Regions from separate parts of the Mus musculus genome. Here region 1 is linked to region 2. The links are chromatin contacts, called in public HiChIP or PLAC-seq maps. All regions are on one chromosome and are shown on one strand. Each heading gives the region's core, a stretch centred on a gene start, on an enhancer-like site or on the middle of the called end of the contact. The rest is flanking DNA. Distances are from core to core; before and after follow the strand shown. Region 1 holds the start of Qsox2 (quiescin Q6 sulfhydryl oxidase 2). Region 2 holds the start of Kcnt1 (potassium channel, subfamily T, member 1).

What was found. HiChIP or PLAC-seq counts read pairs in DNA pulled down with a chosen protein or histone mark.
Region 1: a contact with region 2 is called in an H3K27ac HiChIP or PLAC-seq map of embryonic stem cells, with 5 read pairs. The contact joins the promoter of Qsox2 here to the promoter of Kcnt1 in region 2. A contact is called at or near these places in 1 of 39 promoter capture datasets (liver), 2 of 115 datasets of contacts at active chromatin or transcription factors (embryonic stem cells and large pre-B cells) and 3 of 9 other capture datasets (adipose tissue, embryonic stem cells and pancreatic islet).

Annotation. Positions count from the first base shown.
Region 1 is chr2:26,234,144-26,239,994 of GRCm38.p6, reverse strand. It overlaps Qsox2 (quiescin Q6 sulfhydryl oxidase 2), which reads left to right and starts at 2,596. Exons shown (of 12, transcript NM_001302956.1): 1 at 2,596-2,952. The coding sequence starts at 2,643.
Region 2 is chr2:25,873,014-25,879,107 of GRCm38.p6, reverse strand. Kcnt1 (potassium channel, subfamily T, member 1) reads right to left here and starts at 1,325. Exons shown (of 31, transcript NM_001302351.1): 1 at 1,073-1,325. The coding sequence starts at 1,227.

The DNA.
Region 1 (5,851 bases), core at 1,347-3,846, 360 kb before region 2:
TACAAATGGTTGGGAACCATAAACTCCCTGGAAAGTGTATTCTCATCTTGCCTGCTGTCTGAGCCCTGCCCCAGGACTGGCTGCATGGGCTGGGACTACAGTGGACTTGTCATCAGTGAGACATAGTTCAGCAGTAGACATAGCTCATGTAGTCCCCAGCAACCTGCAGAGTCTCCTCAACTTTCAAAGATCCCCATCCAGGTAACACCAGATCCTTGACTTTGCCACAGATAAGAATTTCAGGATGGGCCAGATGGTAGTGAAGTCAGAGTTCATTAGGAAGAAAGCAACAAAAACTTCAGCATAGTAGTTAATAGAGAGATGCTTAGGGAAAAAATAAGGCACACCCAATCCTGGGTGTTGACTTCTCAAAGGAGAGTCATATCTAAGTGGCTTTGAAATAGCCATGTATAGGATTTCAGAGGCTATCAGAGTTTTTTGCTCAACAGATATCTAAGGGACTCTCCCTTCCTCTTCCTCTTTTCCCCTTTCCAATAAGTGAGATTATAGGATGGTTCTGAAGCCATCTGGATGGAATTACAATCTGGTAAAATAAAACCTTGGGCCACAAGGAGTTTAAGGAACTACTTTTCCTGTAAATGAGTTCCTTGTGAAATTCCTAGAAACCTGCAGGTTTAGATCGAAAAGACACAAACATGGCTTGCTGCTACTTTAACATCCTTATTTTAAAATGTTGTCTCTGTGTCAGCAAATGTTAACTGCATTGGAATTCTTGACTATCAGCTAGAGACAAGCGTCAGCCAATCTCCAGACTCTCTCATATCCCCTGAAGTTTCCTTATCCATCCTGCCTCAGACTTTCTTGCCTTCTGTGTAGAGTTGGGACCTGAAGATCAAGCTCTCCCATCCCAGGCTGGCCTTGTCCAGATCCTTTCCACATACAAACTGAGGGTCAAGAAGCCAGTCCTGCTGGGCATGGTGGCACACGCCTTTAATCCCAGCACTCAGGAGGCAGAGGCAGGCGGATTTCTGAGTTCGAGGCCAGCCTGGTCTACAGAGTGAGTTCCAGGACAGCCAGGGTTACACAGAGAAACTCTGTCTCAAAATTTAAACAACGACGACGACGACGACGACAAAGAAGAAGAAGAAGAAGAAGAAGAAGAAGAAGAAGAAGAAGAAGAAGAAGAAGAAGAAGAAGAAGCCAGTCCTACTCTCATGACTGCCTCCCCCCACCCTACCCCCAGGCAGTTTCCCTACCAGTCTCTCTGGTCCCTTGTCCTGCTTATTCATCCTCTGGTGACCATTAAAAATCAAATAGCTTCTCTGTATTTGTCTCCCAACCATGTCTCCCTGTTGCAGGATATTTGATCACAATGTAAACCCCAAGACTGTGTTATTTACTGAGAATAAAACCGGTTTCTAGTTGTGGTGTGGCTCAGCCCTTAGCACACACCTTTAATCCATGAGCTTTCTGTTTATTGTAAACAGTATAGATTAGATATAGATATAGATATAGATATAGATATAGATATAGATATAGATAGGCTTTTCAAGACAGGGTTTCTCTGTATAGCCCTGGATGTCCTGGAACTCACTCTGTAGACCAGGCTGGCCTCGAACTCAGAAATCTGCCTGCCTCTGCCTCCCAAGTGGTGGGATTAAAGGTATGCGCCACCACGCCTGGTTTATTGTAAACAATATTAAATAGGTCAAGAGGAAGAACAAGAGACCAGTTGACAGGGAGTGAAGTAGGAAAAACCGTACAGTGAGAGATCAGGTAGACAAACAGGAAGTAGAAGAGATTACATATTCTCTCTAGTGTTTGGAGAAAGCAGAACATTAGCATAGGAAAGTAGACTGAGTGATTGGAGAAGCCAGACATGGTGGTGCACATGTGTAATCCCAGTCCAGGGAGGCAGGAGGACAGATTCAGGCACATAGTGAACTCCATGCCAGCCTTAGAACCCTGTCTAAAAAAGAAGAGTCAGGTCTACCTCTCCTTTCTACCATCTTAGCAGGAAGCCAGCCAACTTTACCAGGTGGTTCTACTGTATCATGTGGGTTATAAAAAGGTCAAGGGATCATCGTGGATGTTTGAAGTTGACAGGTAAAATCATAGGTTGCATGTAAAATCTAGGATTCATGCTACATAAGAAATACAGGCATATAGCAAATATTTTTTCGATCTGTTTTTGTCCTATTAAATCTGCATTTCAGACTGAAAATCTTGGCCTGGTGTTTACTCAACATTCAACATGGCACGGGCTATTTCCCCTTGCTAAATCTGGCTACTTAGGCCCAGGACTTTCACTAGGTGAAAATTGCTTGCGGGTTTTAAGATTTTTAAGAGTTTTTTTTAATTGGGATAGGGCCAATGACCAGAGGCAGGGGCGGGGCCAGGAGCACAGGGGCGGAGCAGACTTAAGGAATGAGGCGGGGCCTACATTCTGGGGCGGGAACAATGTTCGGGGGCGGAGCAAAAAAGCGAGCTGTGCGGGACCTGGAATGACCAGTGCTGGGGAGGGGGGTCAAATTACGAGGGCGGGGCGAGAACGAAGAGTAGTGCCTGGGAAGATTAGCGGATTCGGGGGCGGGGCTAGTGCCTAGGGCGGGACCGGCGCGCGCAAGCACGTGACGCCGGTTGCCAGGGTGAAAGGTCAACGCGCCGGCGGCACTCCCAACATGGCTGCCGCCCGGGCTGTGGCGCGGGATCCAGGAGCTTATGCGCGGCAGCCACCGTCTCTTCGAGCCGCGCGGCTGCCGCGGCTGCTCTTCCTGCTGGCGGTGGTGGCGGCAGTGGGGCCCCGGGAGGGCGGCGGGGCGCGGCTCTACCGCGAGGGCTCAGACGCCGTGTGGTTGCTGGACAGCGGCAGCGTGCGGTCGGCCACGGGCAACAGCTCAGCCGCGTGGCTGGTGCAGTTCCACTCGTCGTGGTGCGGCCACTGCATCGGCTACGCACCCACCTGGCGAGCGCTGGCGGCGGACGTGCGAGGTGAGGGCCCCGCGCGCCGGTGGACGTTCCTCCGACGCAACAGCTACGTGGGCGAAGCCCCACAGATGGGGCCGATGGCTTTCCTGAGGTCGCCAGCTCAGAACACCGACTTCAACATGTCCCCAACCACTTATCCTAGCCACTACCCGATCAGTTTGACTTTCCCCATACCCAGCAATTGCATTTCAGAGGCTACCCTCTCCACTCAGGAAGGTCCCCATTCCTGTCAAACCTCAGCCTCGTTTGCTAGGTAGCCGACCATATGGTGGGCATTGGGCTGAGAAACTTAGATACCCACTCTGGGGACTGCTCTGCAACAGCAGAAAGTTTACAAAGCGTCTTCTTGCTGGGCTTCTGGGTCACTAGCCATAGCTTTCAGGAAATCTTCCCATATATGTTTAGTTACTCACCTTTGTAGAACTCAGACCCCTTGGAGCAGCTCCTGTAAATGGAATTTAAGTGGCCTTCCCAGCACTGGCTTACATTTGGCTTCACTGGCTTACAACTGTTGAACTAACCTCTAATTACAGATCTCTCAGGGCAAGACAACAAATTGTTACTCTTTTTCCTGCACCTTTGGTTTTAGGTCTGATGTTGAACACTGCTGTGTTCTTCTTAAACAGATTTGCAAAGAAGCCCTTTTTCCAAGTACGCAATTGCAGATGACTATTTTAAAATGTTTACCCTCTCTTTCCTCATTGTTGGGGCACTTTGACTTATATTTTTTTATTTTTTTGAGACAGTTTCATGACGTTGTCCAGGCTGGCCTTGAATCCATTGACCTCTGCTTTGGTCCTTATGTAGAATCTAATGACATTGTTCTCTTGGGTCGTAAGTTTTCTTTTTCTTTCTTCTTAATACTTAATTTGTTTTGAATTACATGGGCGTGGGTGTGTGCAGGTGAGTGCAGTTTCCCTTGGAAGGCAGAGGTTTTGGATTCCCTGCAGCTGGAATCAGAGGTGGAGGGAGCTGGGAATGACACTCCAGACTGAAAGAGCAGTGTGTGGGGTTTTCTTTGTTTGCCTCTTTATTTATAGTTTTTCAAGCCAGGGATTCTCTGTGTAGTCTTGGCTGTCCTAGAACTCACTCTATAGACCAGGTTGGCCTTGAACTCAGAAAGATCCGCTTGCTTCTGCCTTCTGAGGGCTGGTATTAAAGGCGAGCACCCACAACACCCTGATGCAGTCTGTGCTTTTAAACTTTGAGCCATCTCAGTTTCCTTAAGTCCTTGACAAGCACTAGCCAAAAGTGAGACAAGACAGTGAAAAGACAGTTTATACACTGGTTTTTTGTGGGGGTTTTATTTTTATTTTTTGCCACTCAATAGAGGAGAGGATTTTCCATTTCTTAATGCTTGTTGGTGGACCTGCAGGTGACCCTGGCAAGACTTGTTGGCAGCTTTTTTGCTTATATCAGTTCTGGCTTTCAATCTGGTAGCTAACTTGTACAAGCCACATCACGTGTTATAAGCTGGCTCTTCTATTAACCAAACCAACAGAGAGTGCTGCAGTTGTCCCCGGAATTTGAAAGGAAGAACAGTTCCAAAAGTGCCACAGTAAAAATGCACAGCTAATGCTGTGGTTGGCTTAGTGAACTGCAGTTGTCTTTAAAGAGTGACTGGTGCCTAGAAGATGGGGCAAGGTGTGGTGAAAGTGAAAGCTGACTGGCAGGGGCAGGTGAGGGCCTGAAGAGGGGTGCAGGATGTTGAGGGCAGAACTGCCTGAGTCAGGATGTCAGAGGCTCCTGAAGCAAGTCACCTGAGGACTTGGTAGGTGCTAACCCTAGTGTTATCAGTCCCAGCCTAGGCTGCTGGGTGGATCCTAACTTCTGGAGGTGTCTGGTCACCTGTTGTAAGGGATCCTGCCTAACTGCAGGATCCCTTACAACACCTACAGAAGTGATGACATCCCATGTGATGCCTGTCATGTTGGACAGCTTCCCCAGGAAGCTTCTGACTCTCACTCCAGTCCTCCTGTGACAGTGACCTCAGTACCTTCCGTGCCTTGCCTTGTAGACTTGTGTGTAGAATATGGGAAGCACTAGACCTTCTGCCTGGCCTCCACTTGGCTATGCTTCCTGCTGGCTTCCTGCCTGGGTGATCTAACAGGACAGAGGGTGCTTAGGGGTAATCAGTCACCTGTGAGTTGGACATGCAGGCCTTGTATTGGGTCCTCCCCAGTAGTTTCTTCCTGCCTCCATGAAATAGCACCTAGTGGCTTCTCCTAGTCCCGACCCTAGTCTCTGGTTGGACTGGCTGTGTTGCCATGGTTGACAATTAGCTAGAAGGTACTTTATGCTTGTCTTCCTGCTCCTCAATCTTTTCTAATTGAATGAGCAGCTGGAAAAGGTCGTGGGGGTTGGGGTGGGGGTGGGGGTCCCCAGCTTGTGTCTGGAGGGAGGGCGTCCTCAATCTTGTGTCTTAGGTTGAGGACACCTGCCACTTCCTCAAAAACGTATGGTGAAGTTTTTTTCTCTTCTCTGACTTTGCGGGGAAATAGCGGTTTTCCTTATGACAGATAGGCTAACAAAAGATCTACTGTTCAGTGGATCCAAAGGCCATTCTCATATTTATGTGGCTCTGGCTTGGGCCTTTCTTATCTTAAGTATTTCCCAGAACAAACCCTGCTCTGTTGAAATCTGTTATCTCAAACTGTCATGTTTAGCACAATCTGAGTTGGCAGTTGACACCTGCACTTATTCTCCTGGGCACTGAAGGATTTCTGTAGAGACCTAGGAGAACAGGAGTGTGCCCTGAAGCCTGTGCCCCTAAGCTCTTGGTGACCTCGGGGCTCTTTCTCTCCCCTTCAGTCCTCCGTGGAGAGAGAACACATCTGTGGTTGCCCCTAAAGTTGTTGGTGAAGGACTTGAAAGGAGACCTGGCAGGTACTCACCACAGCAT
Region 2 (6,094 bases), core at 76-2,575:
AACTGTCCATTAGGAGGGAGAGGCCAAGAAGGATGCATCCCCAGGCCCCTGAGCAGCACTAACTACCCTCCTGCCTGAGCTGCCCATCCGATATGGGAGGCCCCTCAAGAGCCATTTCTGGTAAATGGAAACAGCGTAGCAGCAGCCTTCCTGTGTGAGAACCAAGAGACTGGTGCAAATGGGGGAGGTAAAGGAAGAAGGGGGTGCTGTGATCACCTTAGGCCAGCCATCTGTTGGGCCAAGCCATGGCCAAACCACCAGGCTTGACCCAGGGGGTTCACCATCCCTCTGTCCAGAAAGCCCTGCCAATTCTTGTTCACCCTTAAAAGCCAGTGCTCAGGAAGTTGACTGGCCTGGTCCCATTCAGTCCTACCCCAATGGCTAGCAGAACAGGCTTCAAGCTCACGATGTGCCCACACCAGGCCAGGTCTGATTCATTTCCCCCCACAGCAGCCAGCAGGATTCTTGGCACAAGCAGGTGATGGCTAGGGATTCACTGCTGCAAAGACCTCAGTGCCCTCATCCATGAAATGGGGAGCCACATCCTGCCTGGAGCTTGCAGGAGGATGAAAAGGGTGGGCTCCGTTCTGCAAAGGCCTCCTGCATTCTGGTTGCCCACCATGCTAGTTAGTACTCAGCAATCCCATACCTTTACTGTAACCCAGCCAGCCAGTTTGCTATCTAGCCTGCCAGGGCCTCAGCTGCTCACTTCTGAAGTGCCTACCTCTCCTTAGTGTCCCTCCTCAACCCACTCCAGTGGGCTTCCTGGAGCACTGTGGTCCAGGGCCACCTGACTCAGAGCCCAGGTCATATTTGCAAGGCCCTGGGCCACCTGACTCAGAGCCCAGGTCATATTTGCAAGGCCCTAGGTTCAACCACTAAGCAAGGGGCCCCGGGGTCTAAGTCTCCCCAAGCCAGGCTTCAGGCAAGGGGTGGTGGGACTCCAGGACGCCCTCTCCAGGGCTACAGGCAACGCCAGGCGGGGGAGCAGAGCCAGTGCTAAACAAAATGCGAACGACGCGAAGCCCCTCCCGCGCAGCCGCGGGGTCCTGGTCCCCGCAAGTGTCCCTACCTCTGGCCCACGTCGCTGCCCACGGAGCCCCCGCCGCGGGCCGGCAGTAGCGGGCTGAGCCCGTGTGGCTCCTCAGGGGCTGCAGCGCCGGCTGGGGTGTCCCCCGGACCCGCCTTGCCCTCGGACGGCGAGCGCGGCAGCTTGGCCCGCGCCATCCTGCGGGAGCGCTTGGCGCGGGTGGCGGGGGCGGGGGCGGCGCCGGGCGCAACCACCGCGCACCTCACCCCCAACGCGCAGCACAGTGGAATGGTCCAGAGTGGGGAGGGTGTCAGCTTGGCTCCCCGTGCACCAAGGTCGGCTCCAGGCTCTTGTCCCAACCTGGATGCCTCAGGGAGGACGCAGTTCCAGTGTACAGCTGTCTTACCCCGACTCCTACCAGAAGTAATAGTAATGGTGATAACGGTCATTGCGCTGAAGAGAGATGGGATGCAGAAAGGGTAGCACAGCTCATGAGGCTCTTGGTAGCTCACCTCCAGAGGAAGTTTGATGGAGAGAAAAGATAGCCATCTCTGCTGGGCATCTACCCACATCACAGGGTACTCTTGTGTGTCCTGGGAACCATGGTGTATTGCTCAGGATGGCAGGAAGCCCAGAGCTCCACCCATCCTCTAAGTCCCACCTCAGGGCCTCACGGAGTGAAGTGGGCCCACTCTTCTAGTCAGATGGGAAATGGTACGTGTGCTCTTTCTCCCTGCTGCTGATGTTTAGGGTCCTCACCCTCCAATCCTATCTCAGGGCTGTCAGGGTCGATGCCTGAATTGTCCTGAGTTCCCATCTTTTTTTTTTTTTTTTTTTTTTTTTTTTTTTTTTTTTTCCAAGACAGGGTTTCTCTGTGTAGCCCTGGCTGTGCTAGAACTCTGTAGATCAGGCTGGCCTCGAACTCAGAACTCAGAAATCCACCTGCCTCTGCCTCCCAAGTGCTGGGATTAAAGGTGTGTGCCACCACTGCCCGGCAGCAGCTTGGGTTCCCATCTTAGGTGTGGTAACTCCAGATACAGGTATTAGTCTGTGCCAGGTACCTGGGGACTTGCACAGTCTCAACTCACAACCTGAGCAGGACCTGGGGAGATAGCACAGAATTATTAAAGTCCTTGCAACACAAGGATGGAACTTGTGTTCAAGTCCCAACACATACATTAAAAAAAAAAAAAAAAAAAAGCCAGACATGGTGATAGCACACACTTAAAATCGGAGACCTGGGGGAGCAGAGGCAGGAAATTCCTGGAGGTTGCTGGCCAGTTGGCCTCACCAAATTGGCTCTAGTCCCAGGAAGAGACCTCATCTTGAAATACAAAAGCAAGTGGAAAAAAACAAGGGAGAAATTGAGGAAGACAGCTGAGGTTGTTTCCAGTCTCTACACACATGTGCATGCATACATATCACCTATGCACGACACACACAGGCCTACACTCACACGAACAGACACATACACCTCTCCCCGACACACACTAAACCAAACCAAAGTCATAACCTGAGCAGTGTGCAGTGGGGAAACTGAGGATAAAGTGGTTTTCCCCACTAAACTGAAGCAATAAGAAACAGAGCATTTGAAGGGGAGACTGGCTGACTCAGAGATACCTGGTATGGTTTTTCTAGCCCAGACTATCCATTTCACAGCTGAGGCTGCAGGTGGCTCACCCAGGACAACAGCTGGGTGTTTTACAGCTGGCCTGCCCCACAGTTTTTCTTTTAAACTTGAATAAAATTGCCTTTGTGTTAAAAAAAAAAAAAAAAGACTGCCTTGTTGTCTTTTCCAATTATCTGCTTCAGCTCCAAGTCCTCATAAAACCAGCCCTCAGTCTCTGAGCTAATATCCATGCGAGCATCCCCTGACTACACTTCAGCAGAGCTCATGTGGCCATAGAGGAACAAAGCATTTGTACTCAATGAGTGCCCCTGCAGATAGAAGCCTCTTTGCCCTTCTTGGGAACCCAAGAAGGGACCATGAAATTTCCCAAGGGCATGTTGTGGGATGATTCACAGTAATGTGTGGGACTCAGACTAAGAGACAACAGGGCACAACACAGGATGCTGTGTGCACAGACTGCAGTGCACAGAAAGTGCTAGTAGGACTTTGGGGGAACTTAGGGTCACCAAGGAGCAAGGGTAGAAGGTTGCATTAGTGTCAGGGATGCAGGGCTCCTTGCTCAGAGAGAACACATTTGCATCCCTGAGCAACGTGGGCTGTTCAGAGGCCACATCTGCAGAGCACAGGGGGACAAAGACCTCGCTGCTTGCTTCAGCGTGTGTGGCTGTTCTGTGTTTATTTTCTGAGTACAGCGAGTCTCCATGTGTCCATCTGAATTCCCTGAGTAGAATCGGATAACAGACAAGAGTCTGAGTCAAGCATTTCACCTGGCATGACTTCAAGCTGATGCCTGTGAAGAACCTCTTAGTGGTAGTGGGGAATCTAGGGCAGGGAGGACTCTGCTGCACTTGTTGCTAAATCACATAGATCAGAGTAGGTATAATTTAAGCACGATCATCACCTCTGCTTCCAGAGTCCGGTCCTGTTTCTTATGGAGCTCTTTGGCACCTGGACACAGAGGAGAGTTTCCAGATGTCAGAGAACCTGTTATGGAGTGAGACAAAGAAGAGAAGATGGGTGCCAGGCTTGGACAGTCTGTAGTCCCAAGGCTCAGGATGAATGACATAGAAACCAAGGTATAAATGATGCTCCTTTTAGGAACACCAGGCTATAGGTGACACTGAAAGTGTCCTTGCATAGAGGAATGTGAAGCTCCAAGCCAACTGGATGGAGTCCCTGTGGGTGAAACCTGCTCAAAACAACTACAACTCGAAGGCAGCCTCCGAGACCCAGAGGAGATAAACCAATGTATTAAAGGACAGAATCCAGTCCCTGACACCCCAGCCAGGACAGGACAAACCAGCATCACACACATTCACAAAACAGTGTCAGAAGCAGGGTACTAAGAATGAGAAGATGACAGTCCCAGGACTTAAAAAAAAAAAAAAAGGAATGGGAGACAAGGACTACTATACCCAGCTAATATGTCACCCAAGTCTACAGGTGAAATCCCAAGAGCAGAGCAGTGTACAAGAACCTGGCATGCATGCAGATGCCCTGCCTGAGAGAAAAATAACCTTGAAGATTTGGCCTCTTCACCCTGGTCACCATTTTAGGCTAAACTGGGACAATCATAAATCCTGAGAATGCTTCCCACAGTTTGCTGGTGGTAAATGGGTGGCAGCAGGTAGCTGTCCTAACTTGCATTGTTGTCTAGCTGGGGAGATATCAGATCTTAACCTCTCAATAAGATCATTCCCTAAGACTGTCCCTGTGGAAAGGGCATGGGACCCTACAGCATGCCCAGCTGGACGACCTGAACACTGGGAGTGTGCAGGGTGCTGTGATTCAAAATAAAGATGCTCTGAGCTGGGACTATGGACCTAACATTATCTTCACTGGAGAGACAGTCCACGAAGAAGGACATCTTCAGGCAGGGGTGTTCTTAGGGCATTGCTAGAGATCGAGGAAGTCACAGCAAGGACATTCATAAGATCTAAAATGAAGGGAGGTCCAGAGCTGAGCTCACATAGCCCTTCCCACCTCTGGGGTTCTGGAAAGGTAGTGTGGAGAAGGAACAGAAATGGTGTGGCTACATAAAGCCAGGAGATGAGAGAGCCCCAGTGGCTATACACCATAAGGACAGGTCATGAGTCAGTCCATGAGAGAACATCACTCAGCCTCTACAGAGAGGAAGTCTGCCACAGGCTACCACAGAGGTAGATGTTGTGCTGATAAAGAAGCCATTCAGAAAAAGACAGGTCCTGTGGGACTCGGTTTCTATGAAGTCCCAGAGTCCTTGGCTCCATAAAGACACGCAGTGCAAGGCGGATGCAGGGGCTGGGGCTAAGGACTCAACGTTAATGGGGATGGACAGGGCTGGGGATGCACAGCAGCGTGACTATGCTTACTTACCAGGCAAGGGAAAGAACTCTAAAGACAGAGAGCCTGGCTATCAGCAAAACCTAGCCCCAGGCCAGAAGGAAACTCTGGCCATCAGGGCTGGAAGCACCTCTCAGAGTAATGAGCACAAGGTTCAATAAAAGCAGCTCTGAGAGACCAGATAAGTAAGCCTATCTCCACAGCGGAAGTAGAGAGATTTTTACAACTCAGGCTTTCTGGGAGCCCAGGCACTACCCCAATATTACAGAGTGAATCAAATCAAATCCAAAGAGGTTGCTGGAAATGGAATTACTGACCAGGCCAATGGCTCTGATCACTTGGCAGATGTAGACACTGACCGGGCATCAGAGTGGAAAACACTGTTCCAACAGGTCTTTGGACCCCATGGGTAGGACCTCCAACTGGCCTCATGTGTTTAAATACACTTAGCATGTAGAAACACACTCTACAGGGCGGGGAGAGCTACGCAATAAATTCCAGGAAAATAAGCTACAGGACACAGTACATTGGGATATTCATCCTCCTCAATCTACTGAGCTAGAAGGACAAAGGACATTTGTGGACGCAGATGGGGAAGGGTGTCTATCAAGGGCTGAAGGAGGCTTTGGGATTTCCTCAGGAGAAGAAGTATAAGGAAACAATAGTCATAGGCAGATCTGGTGGAAGAAAAGGAGAGGCAGAGAACTATTACGCCCTGTGAAAATATCACCCAAATGCCAGATACAGAGACATCTCAGGTGTAGGGCAGCACACAGGAGCATGACACAGGCACGAATACCTCTTTTGGGGAGGGTGGATGACCTCAAAGGTTATTTGCAGACAGTTCTAAGAAATTCCAAATTGAATTGCTCCAGAATGGAAGGGGGCAAACGGATGCCTGTGGTCAGCAGGAGCTCATGGAAGTGGGTTTGCAGCAAGTGTTAGATAATTATTCAAAATCTGGCTACAGAACAGATTGCAGTGATCTTAAAGCTTGTCGAGTAAAGAGAATAATATAATTAGCAAACACTGGGAGTGTGCGGGGTGCTGTGATTCAAAATAAAGATGCTCTGAGCTGGGACTATGGACCTAACATTATCCTCATTGGATGC